Regions from separate parts of the Mus musculus genome. Here region 2 is linked to region 1. Evidence: chromatin contacts called from public promoter capture Hi-C data. All regions are on one chromosome and are shown on one strand. Each heading gives the region's core, a stretch centred on a gene start, on an enhancer-like site or on the middle of the called end of the contact. The rest is flanking DNA. Distances are from core to core; before and after follow the strand shown. Region 1 has its middle 49 kb from the start of Tyw3. Region 2 holds the start of Tnni3k (TNNI3 interacting kinase).

Evidence for each region. Promoter capture Hi-C pulls out the DNA fragments that hold promoters and counts their contacts.
Region 2: a promoter capture Hi-C map of hippocampal neurons shows a contact between it and region 1, with 2.8 times the contacts expected there. The contact joins the promoter of Tnni3k here to the enhancer-like site in region 1. A contact is called at or near these places in 10 of 39 promoter capture datasets (the 3T3-L1 cell line, 3T3-L1-derived adipocytes, the C10 cell line and 5 more), 1 of 15 datasets of contacts at CTCF or cohesin (the NIH/3T3 cell line), 4 of 115 datasets of contacts at active chromatin or transcription factors (embryonic fibroblasts, embryonic stem cells and heart atrium) and 1 of 9 other capture datasets (adipose tissue).

The regions. Positions count from the first base shown.
Region 1 is chr3:154,643,333-154,649,397 of GRCm38.p6, reverse strand. No RefSeq gene overlaps it. Among named protein-coding and RNA genes, the nearest start is that of Tyw3, 49 kb to the right of the region's middle. Within about 2 kb of position 1,792, at least 18 of the 459 cell types and tissues checked have an H3K27ac peak or open chromatin away from gene starts, as enhancers often do. A contact at or near this core is called in hippocampal neurons, where this site is marked.
Region 2 is chr3:155,052,266-155,059,274 of GRCm38.p6, reverse strand. Tnni3k (TNNI3 interacting kinase) reads left to right here and starts at 3,868. Exons shown (of 25, transcript NM_177066.5): 1 at 3,868-4,008; 2 at 4,619-4,727. The coding sequence starts at 3,969.

The sequences.
Region 1 (6,065 bases), core at 543-3,042:
CAGTTCCTTGCATGGATTTCTAATATCCCCTCAGTGTTTGCATTCGGATCCCAGCTTGAACAGTGCAGGGGAGGGGTTGCAAAGCTTAATTTCCTACACTGTTTGGCTTCTTTTATTAGCAAATACTTCACATATAACCCATACAAAACCCTAAGTCTGAATGGAAGGAAACGTTAAGAAGGATTCAATGGTGTGGACTCTTGCTAGATTCACGTCTATCAGTGTAAACTAAATAAAATTGGGCCTATTTTATTTCCCCGTTTTTTTGTTTTTTTTTTTTTTACCCAGCCAGCAAGAAGTTCACTGGAATTAACAGCTCTCTCAAAGCCCGTGCCGGCCAAAAGGTGTGCCTGCAGCACCACACACATCCGCAGCCTAAGTCCACTTATTCCTTAAATAGAAACTGAAAGACACAGTAAAACTTACAAGTCTGTGCATATATTGAAATAACCTTAGATTACAGACCACTGCTGGTGCACAGTACACACTTTAATTTCAATTTTCTCAGTGAATATTTACCAGGTTTACTCAAGGCAAGGCTGTCTTCCAAATCTGGAGTGACCCTGCAGTAGATGGGCCTCATTTGCCTGTACCTGAAAGGCCTAAGAGGTGTTTCATCTGATGAAACATCACTGAACGTCTTCAAGAGGATCTTTTCACTGGGAATCTGTGGGTCCACTGGTCCTAGGATTCTTAAACACACTAAGTCTAACAGCCCCCTCTTCTGCAATGACCTCTGAGCCTTAGATTTGGGGGTGTTTTGAAGAAGTAGCCATGGGACTAGGCTCTCGATTTTTATGTGAAGTGCTTAGTACCGCCTGTGTAACATGATTGGCGAGCTAGGCAAGGTGCCCTCGCTCTTCTCTACAAAAGCAAAGTGAAAGCTGTCAGAATCAAACAGATGCCTCTCCCGACCCTGACAACACAGAGTGGATGAACCCCGGAGGCTGTGCAGGAAAGGATCTAAGGCATGGCTGCCTGCCGGAAACCATCAGGAAAGACTCTGCCAGGACTACTCTCCCCACATAGAAGCCACCACAGCCTTCACAAACAGTACCACTCTGGGGACACCTGCCCAGGAGCTAGCAGTTCCCCTTCTGCCGGAGGTGTCCTGCTGCTAACCCCTTCAGCCAGGGTGATTGCTTCATAACATCTGGTAGATCCTCTTTAGTTTTGTCTTTTTAAAATCTTCCCTTCCTACTGGAGGTGCACGGTTGGTAGAGAAGTTGTCCTTGCTTGCAGCCCTAAGTTAAGTCAGGAAACCGGACTATGGAGATACAACCAGAGACCCACAGTTGAGAGGTAGAGTCAGAGAGATGAGAAGTTCAGGGTCATCTCGGTTACATAGTGAGCTTTAGGCCAGCCTGGGCTACATCAAACCCTGCCTCCCCCAAAAGAAAAAGGGGTGAGGGAAAGAACGAGTTAAGGAGACAGAAGGATGATGTAGGGGAGTAATGGATGGGAGCAAAGAAGTAGAAAAGACAACTACAAAACAATGTATCCTGGCCTCAACAATTTGAATGTGCCCACAGTTCACTGTGACACATGAAACTCCCGTTGGGTGTTTTCCCCAAATAAGTATTGCTATTCTTTGCGTAATCTGTTTTTATCTGTGTTGCTATGTCTAATATTATCTCATGCTAATGAAGTATTTTAAGAACAAAGCTGGCTTAAAGGCGCTGTCTCTCATGATACCCTTTGCTGAAGGACTCATGTTCAAATGTAGACAAACTTCGAGCAGAGCACATCCAGCCCTGGCCACACAGGCAGCGCCCGCAGGCAGGCATGCCCTGCACCGTTAGCTGTCAGGACAACTTCTGCTTCACTTCCCTGAGCTGCGGGGACTGTGAGCCCCATCACTTTCTCTCCTCGAGAATTATCCCCCCCCCCACCCATATCTCATGCATCAAAGACTATCTGTCAACCCAGGCCACTCCTTTTTTACTTGCTTCTCTGTCTTCACTGGTTCTCAGTTTGTGAAAGTGTCACCGGGTCGCGTTCACAGTGATGTGTGGTGGAACGTTTTTTGCCCGGGTTCTAGTTTTCGGAACTTGCGCCAGCTGGCAAAGAAGGCGCACTGCGTTCAGAGCCTTGCTTATCCCCTCAGTGTTCCAGCTCAGTCACAAACGGGGGTCTGCGTTTTGCTTGCGAGGAGCTGCTTGTGTGGTGTGTGGCTGTAGCTGCTATGGTGCCATTACCGTCCCGAAGTGTTGATTTCACGACTCACATTTCGCCCCTGTTCCTAACTTGATGCCCTAGCTTATATTTTCATTTCACTCCAATCATTTTTTAAAGTTGAGGTCTTCCATTTTACTTTAGCAAATTTCGGTTGGAACGCTGCGATCGAAAAAAGAAAACGCTTATAGAAAAGCTGAAGGTTAAATCAGCTTTCTTCTGTAAACAGTGCCTAAATTATCATCTCCTCCCTTAACAGCCCAATTAGTGAGTTACAACAAAAATCACAAAGCTGGGGAGATTTAAAACGTGAGGCTAGTGCGCCACCTGCTGGTAATAAATAAAGATTTTTTTTTTTTTTTTTTTTTTTGTTAGCAAGCCACAAAAGCTACACCAGACCATGTCACCCTCCTTTAAACCTGTCTTTCATGAATATCTGGTTTGATTCAGACCCTGAAATGGCACCGAAATACTTGAGAGTGGCCACTCCTCATCCTTACATTCAAGAGTCATCGCTTCGCCCCGGGCTACCTTGCCAGCAGAGTCTTGCCCAACATCCGCAAGGGCCCACACGGGACTCCCCACGGGATCCTAAGACCTCTGGTGAGTGGAACACAGCGCCTGCCCCAATCCAATCGTGCGGAACTTGAGACTGCGGTACATAGGGAAGCAGGCTACCCGGGCCTGATCTGGGGCACAAGTCCCTTCCGCTCGACTCGAGCCCCGGGCTTCCTTGCCAGCAGAGTCTTGCCCAACACCCGCAAGGGCCCACACAGGACTCCCCACGGGACCCTAAGACCTCCGGTGAGTGGAACACAGCGCCTGCCCCAATCCAATCGCGCGGAACTTGAGACTGCAGTACATAGGGAAGCAGGCTACCCGGGCTTGATCTGGGGCACAAACCCCTTCCACTCCACTCGAGCCCCGGCTACCTTGCCAGCTGAGTCGCCTGACACCCGCAAGGGCCCACACAGGATTCCACACGTGATCCTAAGACCTCTAGTGAGTGGGACACAACTTCTGCCAGGAGTCTGGTTCGAACACCAGATATCTGGGTACCTGCCTTGCAAGAAGAGAGCTTGCCTGCAGAGAATACTCTGCCCACTGAAACTAAGGAGAGTGCTACCCTCCAGGTCTGCTCATAGAGGCTAACAGAGTCACCTGAAGAACAAGCTCTTAACAGTGACAACTAAAACAGCTAGCTTCAGAGATTACCAGATGGCGAAAGGCAAACGTAAGAATCCTACTAACAGAAATCAAGACCACTCACCATCATCAAAACGCAGCACTCCCACCCCACCTAGTCCTGGGCACCCCAACACAACCGAAAATCTAGACCCAGATTTAAAAACATTTCTCATGATGATGATGGAGGACATCAAGAAGGACTTTCATAAGTCACTTAAAGAATTACAGGAGAGCACTGCTAAAGAGTTACAGGCCCTTAAAGAAAAGCAGGAAAACACAGCCAAACAGGTAGAAATCATTAAAGAAAAACAGGAAAACACATCCAAACAGGTGATGGAAATGAACAAAACCATACTAGAACTAAAAGGGGAAGTAGACACAATAAAGAAAACCCAAAGCGAGGCAACGCTGGAGATAGAAACCCTAGGAAAGAGATCTGGAACCATAGATGCGAGCATCAGCAACAGAATACAAGAAATGGAAGAGAGAATCTCAGGTGCAGAAGATTCCATAGAGAACATCGACACAACAGTCAAAGAAAATACAAAATGCAAAAGGATCCTAACTCAAAACATCCAGGTAATCCAGGACACAATGAGAAGACCAAACCTACGGATAATAGGAATTGATGAGAATGAAGATTTTCAACTTAAAGGGCCAGCTAATATCTTCAACAAAATAATAGAAGAAAACTTCCCAAACATAAAAAAAGAGATGCCCATGATCATACAAGAAGCCTACAGAACTCCAAATAGACTGGACCAGAAAAGAAATTCCTCCTGACACATAATAATCAGAACAACAAATGCACTAAATAAAGATAGAATATTAAAAGCAGTAAGGGAGAAAGGTCAAGTAACATATAAAGGAAGGCCTATCAGAATTACACCAGACTTTTCACCAGAGACTATGAAAGCCAGAAGAGCCTGGACAGATGTTATACAGACACTAAGAGAACACAAATGCCAGCCCAGGCTACTATACCCGGCCAAACTCTCAATTACCATAGATGGAGAAACCAAAGTATTCCACGACAAAACCAAATTCACACAATATCTTTCCACGAATCCAGCCCTTCAAAGGATAATAACAGAAAAGAAGCAATACAAGGACAGAAATCACGCCCTAGAACAACTAAGAAAGTAATCATTCAACAAACCAAAAAGAAGACAGCCACAAGAACAGAATGCCAACTCTAACAACAAAAATAAAAGGAAGCAACAATTACTTTTCCTTAATATCTCTTAATATCAATGGACTCAATTCCCCAATAAAAAGACATAGACTAACAGACTGGCTACACAAACAGGACCCAACATTCTGCTGCTTACAGGAAACCCATCTCAGGGAAAAAGACAGACACTACCTCAGAGTGAAAGGCTGGAAAACAATTTTCCAAGCAAATGGACTGAAGAAACAAGCTGGAGTAGCCATTTTAATATCGGATAAAATCGACTTCCAACCCAAAGTTATCAAAAAAGACAAGGAGGGACACTTCATACTCATCAAAGGTAAAATCCTCCAAGAGGAGCTCTCAATTCTGAATATCTACGCACCAAATGCAAGGGCAGCCACATTCATTAGAGACACTTTAGTAAAGCTCAAAGCATACATTGCACCTCACACAATAATAGTGGGAGACTTCAACACACCACTTTCTTCAAAGGACAGATCGTGGAAACAGAAACTAAACAGGGACACAGTGAAACTAACAGAAGTTATGAAACAAATGGACCTGACAGATATCTACAGAACATTTTATCCTAAAACAAAAGGATATACCTTCTTCTCAGCACCTCACGGGACCTTCTCCAAAATTGACCATATAATTGGTCACAAAACAGGCCTCAATAGATACAAAAATATTGAAATTGTCCCATGTATCCTATCAGACCACCATGGCCTAAGACTGATCTTCAATAACAACATAAATAATGGAAAGCCAACATTCACGTGGAAACTGAATAACACTCTTCTCAATGATACCTTGGTCAAGGAAGGAATAAAGAAAGAAAGACTTTTTAGAGTTTAATGAAAATGAAGCCACAACGTACCCAAACCTATGGGACACAATGAAAGCATTTCTAAGAGGGAAACTCATAGCTCTGAGTGCCTCCAAGAAGAAACGGGAGACAGCACATACTAGCAGCTTGACAACACATCTAAAAGCCCTAGAAAAAAAGGAAGCAAATTCACCCAAGAGGAGTAGACGGCAGGAAATAATCAAACTCAGGGGTGAAATCAACCAAGTGGAAACAAGAAGAACTATTCAAAGAATTAACCAAACGAGGAGTTGGTTCTTTGAGAAAATCAACAAGATAGATAAACCCTTAGCTAGACTCACTAAAGGGCACAGGGACAAAATCCTAATTAACAAAATCAGAAATGAAAAGGGAGACATAACAACAGATCCTGAAGAAATCCAAAACACCATCAGATCCTTCTACAAAAGGCTATACTCAAAAAAACTGGAAAACCTGGATGAAATGGACAAATTTCTGGACAGATACCAGGTACCAAAGTTGAATCAGGATCAAGTTGACCATCTAAACAGTCCCATATCACCTAAAGAAATAGAAGCAGTTATTAATAGTCTCCCAACCAAAAAAAGCCCAGGACCAGATGGGTTTAGTGCAGAGTTCTATCAGACCTTCAAAAAGATCTAATTCCAATTCTGCACAAACTATTTCACAAAATAGTAG
Region 2 (7,009 bases), core at 2,619-5,118, 410 kb before region 1:
TGTTTCATACAGAGTCAACGTGGTGATATCTTCCCGATTAGTGTCATTAAGGTTCTGCCCCTCCCTCAAGCACTCAGCTGTTCCAAGTTCCCATCTCTGAGTCTTCCTCTCTTTCACAAAAACTTGTTTATCTATAACGTTGCCTTTTCCAGAATGCCATGGCCTTTGACTGCTGGACTTTGTAGCTGTATTCTTTCACTGAATATTATACATGTAAATCCCCCCCACACACACACACACAAACTAGACATGAACTTCCAACCCTAACCTTGAAACTGTCTGGAGTTGATATCTGCCTGCAAAGGCAAGATGAGCTTTCTCTACTGTAGTTTCACTGGGTGCAAAAAGCACACTTCAGGGCAGGCCCATGACCACCACTGGACAGCCAACACAAAGTGAACTCAGTGGTCTTTTCGCTGATTTGTTTTCTCATAGTTCTTTGTTTAAGCACGTTCTGTGTTAATGATCTTTCACTTGTATACTATGCTTTCTGGTTTTGTGGTTTTACTGGTTCTTGTACTTTCTCTTTGGTGGTTTTTTGTTTGCTTTATTTTTCTGTTTACCTGTATGTTTGAGAAAGGGGAGGGAGAAGAAGGAGGAGGAAGAAGAAGAGGAGGAGGCGGCAGCTGCATGGAGTTAGGTGTATGGGAAGGAGAGAGCAATCTGGGAAAAATTCAGGGGCGGGGAACTGATCAGAATATTGTATAAAAAAGTATAAAGTATTAAGGGAAGAGGGGTTTGTTATGGTCCATGGTTTCAGAGGGTAATGTAGACCAGAGGTGAGGGAGGGTTCATGACTGACTATGTGATGGGGCAGCAGGTTGCCCTGCATGTATAGTCTAGAACCAGAAAGGAAGGGGAACTGAAGCAGAGAGAGAGAGAGAGAGAGAGAGAGAGAGAGAGAGAGAGAGAGAGAGAGAGAGAGAGAGAGAATGAGAGAGAGGCTTGTGCTTACTCCTTTTGCTTTCTCCTTTTTAGTCAGTTCAGGATCCCAGCACACAGGATGATGCCCTGCTCATTCAGGGTGGGTTCTTCCCTCCTTACTTAAACCTAGTTGGAAGCACTGTCATAGACACATCTCCTCCCAGTGATTTTAAATCCTGTCAGATGAACAGAGACAGCTACTAGTCCACATTAGAATAGCACCTGTCTATTACCTGGTCATGTTCTGCTTGATAAATGTACATGTTTATCCACTCATACATGAAATACAAGTGGGATGATACCTAAGTCTAGACCATATAGCCCATTTCTCTGCTTCCCAGGGATGCCACTGTGCATAGCTCTTGCATCTGCTTCCGAGGACACTGGATATGGATATGCAGGAGAGTTAAAATAAACTCCTTCCTTCCTTCTGCCTTAAGAAACCAATTTGAAATAGATCAAGAATCTGAAAAGCATTCATTGTGCTAGAGGACACATAGGACCCATTCTTCAGTACACTGTCTAGACAAAGACCTTCTGAGTCATACTCCAATACTTCAGCAAACCACAGCATACAGGATTGCACTAATTTGCAAATGTTATGCCAAAATACATTTAACAGAATAAAAGGATAGCCTACAGAGTAGGAGAAAATGTTTACCAGCTATTCATCTGACAGTTTGCTATTCAAGTGTATAAAGAATTCAAAATATTGGCCCCTAAACACAAATAATTCAGTCAATAAAATGGGCAAAGAAATTTTGAACCAATAGTTCTCAAAAGAGCTAGACAATAAATAATATGGAGACTGTCCAACATCCTTAGCAATCAGAATGCAAACAAGACTAACACCCAGATTCCATTTCACACGAGCCAGAATGGCGAGCATCAAGATGATACCAACAAAGGCTGATTTCAAGGAAAAGGTAATACTTCGCTGATGTGGGTGAGGACCTCTTTCACCTATTACTACTGGATATTTATCTCAAAGACTCAACGCAGTCAATGACAGAGGATCTGCACACCCATTTTTATGGTGACACTATGCATAAGGGCCAAGCTACAGGACCTGCCTAACTCTGCCCGGGCAGGTGCATGAATAGAGAAAAGTGCCTTATGTGTGAATGGTGGAGTTTTCCCAAGGATAAATAACAAAGTTGTGTCTTTTGCAGAAAAGTAGATTTACCTGGAGAAAATCATATTAAAAACTTAATTCATTTTGAGAAATAGAGTAATGGGGGAAGTGACTAAAATGTAAGACATATTTACCTGAAAACTCAAATTCTTATGAAACAGATGCTTACACGTCTATATTTATTGACATTATACTGAGCCCTGTCCTTTTGTGCAATAAATATGTATTACTAAGAGTTAATAAAATAATAAAACAAGTATCTAAGAAAAGAGCCACTATTTCTGATAACTACTAACATTATCATTTCCTGTACACTAATGTACTAACTCCCAAATTGTAATACAAATCACATGCATGCATGTTATAGCTCCCTGGAGGATCATTCCTGAGGAAGTATGTGGTTTAAGACTGAGAAATACTAATGAAGTCAGTTTCCTGGGCTGGTGAATCAGAGAACAGCTTGTCTGAGGGAAGCTAGGCTCTCAAAACAGAGAGAATTGGGGTTTCACCATGCTTAGAACAAGCTGCATGGGGGTCACACAGTACTGGGAACTAGCTGGCAAAATCAACAGTGTCTAGCTTTCAAAGGAGAAAACTGAAGAACTACAGATCAAAGTGACCAGAGGACCCTGCACTATATAAACTCTACATATCCCTGACAGGCCTTAATGACAAGAAGAGAGTCCAAACCACCAAGAGTAGACACAAGTACAAAGCCAGGTACTGAGTTCGACTTATTTTATCAGTAGGGCAGCCCTTCCCTGGGGACCTTTCCTTTAGCTTGCTAAGGCAGGGCATGAGGATTCCTTAACTCATCTAAGCATTTGTTTAAGAAGAGCCATTTGAATATTTGATCATAGTAAATGTGAATCCAACACCTCCTACGTTAAAGCTAAGTGTGACTTTCAAGATTGGAATTTACAGCTCTCATACACAGTAAGATCACCTAGAAGAAATATATAGAAAATAACCAATAAGTTTCCTATGTTATTTCCATTTTTTTTCCATCCCACACTGGGTTCATTTATTTCAGTGCAAATGTGCGTGGAAAAAAAGCAACAGTGTGAAGTAAATGGAAGGTGTGTGGAATAACTCAGGACACAGCACATCAGAAATAACGGCAGTCTTAGACGTCAGTGTCGAATGGTTCAGGATCAACTTTGGGCTCCACTCCCTGTTTGGAACTGACATAAAAAAATTCATAATTCTGCTTATTGCCCAGAAATGTGTAAGAAAGCAATGTTGAAATGTTTTTCTGATCACTGTTGTTCTTATGATAAATTGGTATTTATAAAGCACTATGTCTTTTTTCTTGTCTGTGACTTAGGTAGGAATAATCAACTGCAATGGTCATGGTGTGTGTGTGTGTGTGTGTGTGTGTGTGTGTGTGTGTGTGTGTGTGTGTGTGTGAACCCTAGTCCCTGCAGATACACATGCAGGTCTCAACCCAGTGCTGATTGATAGGAATTTCTGTTTCTTCACATGGACAACTTCCACTGTTTCACCGGTGCCAAAGATGCCAAACACTGGCTGGCTGGCTGGAGTCTCTTTCAGTGGAGCTCAGAATCACCAGTCACTTTCCATGTTCACTCATTGAGGAACTGGCCTACCCAGAGGGCATGTGTGGATGAACAAGCAATCCACTGATGGAAGCCAATAGCACAACTGAAATGCTTGCTGTTTACCTTTCACACAGCTCCCTTAAAACAAACCCAGCCACTACACGATCAGCTCACCTTTGAAGGCACACTCTGCCTTGCTCTCTGACGTCCTTGCATGACATTCCATTCAGCACTTGGCTTATTTTTAGAAAGACTATCAACATATTTTCAACTGGTCTGTTTCAGCGCTAGAACTTGGAATCTTATATCGTGAAGGGCAGCACAGGAGGAAAGCAGACTTCTTTAAAATGGGGAATTACAAATCCAGACCGACACAGACTTGTTCTGGTAAGCCTTCTGATTTCCACCATGTTCTGCTAACATTTCTCGCTTTCTTACATGCAACACAACTCACTCCTAAGAGTGGATGTGTTTCAAATCACTGAGATGTGTGCCGATCTGAATGCAGAGAATATTAAGTGTTGAGTTTATTTGAACTTACTCCTTTTCCCTGAAACAGTTCTAAAGGAAAACAGAGAACTTCTTGTTAAAAAATATTGGTTTAGTCCTTTCGTATAATATGATAGAAAGTTTGAAGAACTATTGAGTATAGAAATTTTAGAATTATATCTTAAGTATCTAGTATTTAAAAGCAAAAGATACTGTCTAGCAATGAGATTGCTGCAATTAAAATGCAATAAAATCAATAAGATAAGTCAAATATACTCTTTTATGTAAATATATTGTACAATATCAAATGGGTTCTTAATTACTACAATCCCAAAGTGATTGCATTACAAACATAAACATCTGCATTAAACCCACAATCAGTCATTTAAATTAAGTATTGTAGAATTGAGAATAAAAAACAGGGTTTTGATTACTTGTATGCTATGATCTCTGTCTACATTTTGCAAAATGCAATTATGAATCAATCCTATTTGTTTTTCTTTTCCAGATGAATGGAAGAAGAAAGTTAGTGAATCTTATGCTATTATAATAGAAAGGCTGGAAGATGACCTGCAGATCAAAGAAAATGAATTTCAAGAACTAAGACACATCTTTGGGTAAAGTCAGAGTTTTTACTTTTTAAAATACATGTCTCCATATTTTGTTTTTAGGTATGATGTGCGTGCAAGCATAAAGCCTTAGCAATAAATAGGCTAAGTCTTGGGTATAACCAGACTAAACTTTAGAGTGCCAAGTTATCTGTTCATAAGAATTCATGTGGCTCCCAAAATGGAAAGATCACACCTCCCTCACTAAACTATAACCTAAATTCTGTCCTCACAAAAGTTGAGGGAGAAGAGCTTGGAGAATAGGCAATTGGGCACAAGCTGTCACTATTCCAAGTAACCTACTCTGGAATTAATCACTAAATTATTTATTCCGTGCCACTAACAAACAGTATTGCTTATTTGCCAGGTTTGCTGATGCTAGACCTGAGTCTCCTTGAGGAATAAGAGAAGTTTTACCAACCCCCTGTAGATATTGGAGGCCTTCTCCAGGAAGGCTGAGTATAATTCCTTTGCTCAGGGCCTGAATATAATTCCCTTGCTCTGTATACATTGAAGGCTGTCTTACAGTGGGACAGAAAATTATTTTACCCTCATTTTTGTAATATGTGTGATATCCGCTTCTGCTTTATTATACAAAGAACAACAACAATAACAAAACAACAACAAAAACATCCTGGACTGGGACAGCATCACAACCCTGTAAGGCACACAATGTTTAGACAAGAGGGGCAGGAACCCAATTTGTACCAAAAACCTCCTAGAGAATTTGAATCTGATGCTGAGAAACTAGGTATGTTTCAATGCAACAAGCTTTCCAACTGTCTTAGCTTTACCAGTGTTACCATGAAACTTCACATCCAAGGCATCTTGTGGAGGGAAGGGCTTATCTCACTCATGGTTACATATCACATTTCATCATTAAAAGCAGTGAGAGCAGGAACTCAAGTAGGGTTAGGAACCTGGAGGCAGGAGCTGGTGCAGACTAGGGTGGGTTGCTGGTTACAGGCTTGCTCAGCCTGCTTTCTTATACAACCCAGGACCACCTTCTCAATGGTAGCAGTATCCAAAATGACCTGGGCCCTCCTCCCATAAATCTCTCATTAAGAAAAAATGTCATACAGCAGTAGTTCTCAACCTGTACGTTGCAATTCCTTTGGAGATGGAGCTATTCTTTCAGAGTCAACCTAAGACTATTGCAAAACACAGACATTTACATTATGATTCATAACAGGTGCAAAATTGCAGTTATGAAATAGCATGAAAATGGTTTTATGGTTTGGGGTCACCATAACATACAGAGCTGTATTAAAGGGACTCAGCATTATGAAAGTTGAAAACCATTGCCTCACAGGCTTGTCCACAGCACACTCTTACTGAGGCATTTTCTCAACTGAGGCTCCCTCCTCTCCAGTGACTCTAGCTTGTATCAAGTCCACATAAAACCAGTCAGCACACCAGCCAAGAAGTTAGACATTGGCCAGTTGTCCATGTCTGTTTCAGCTCTCATTAACATAGTGAACTCCTAACATAAAACATCCTGGATTTTACATAGGAAAAAAGGGAGTTTAGACATACCCAAATGCCATGTTCCTCAAAAGTAAGTGCACAAATATAACATGCCTGGAAAACAGTCACCAATTGCCCTTAGTTCATCGGAACTTCACCAACAGAACAACAGGGTTTCTAAGGTCTCCACAAACAGGCTGGGATAAGAGGGCACTGGGGGGAGGGGGGGCATCACTGACCACACAGTACTACATTATATTCAGGTGCGAGGAAGCATCTGAAATTCTCTCACTGTGTGACAGGCAATTTGCATTAGCAATTTCATATCCATCTTTTGTTTCATCGGAGAAGGAAGATGGTAAAAGAACTTGGTCAGTCATAAGTCATTCACTTCTATGGATTCCAATATGTGTACTAACTAAAATGGGATAAAATTGGAAAAATCTTTCACCTTTATGAACTCTAAGAAATCATTTAATTTAGTTGAGTAACTATTTTGATTATGGTAAGGCTAGCCTGCAAAAATAATGTGTATCCTGTTTTACTTAACAAATGGACTTGATTTTTCTCATACTGTATCAATAACCAGCTATTTTTACCACTCCTGTTGTAGATGCTTTAAATAAACAACAACAACAAAAACTTTTCCACTAAGTGATATAAATGTGATCTTTTGACTAATTAGTACTAGACATGAGACACAGGGGCAAGTGTATTGCCTCATATATTACATAATGACAACTTCACCCTAGTTTTGTGGTAGATGTTATTAATTTTGGTGAATAGTAACTGAGTAACAAGACATTGTATCCTGTGAGATCCCA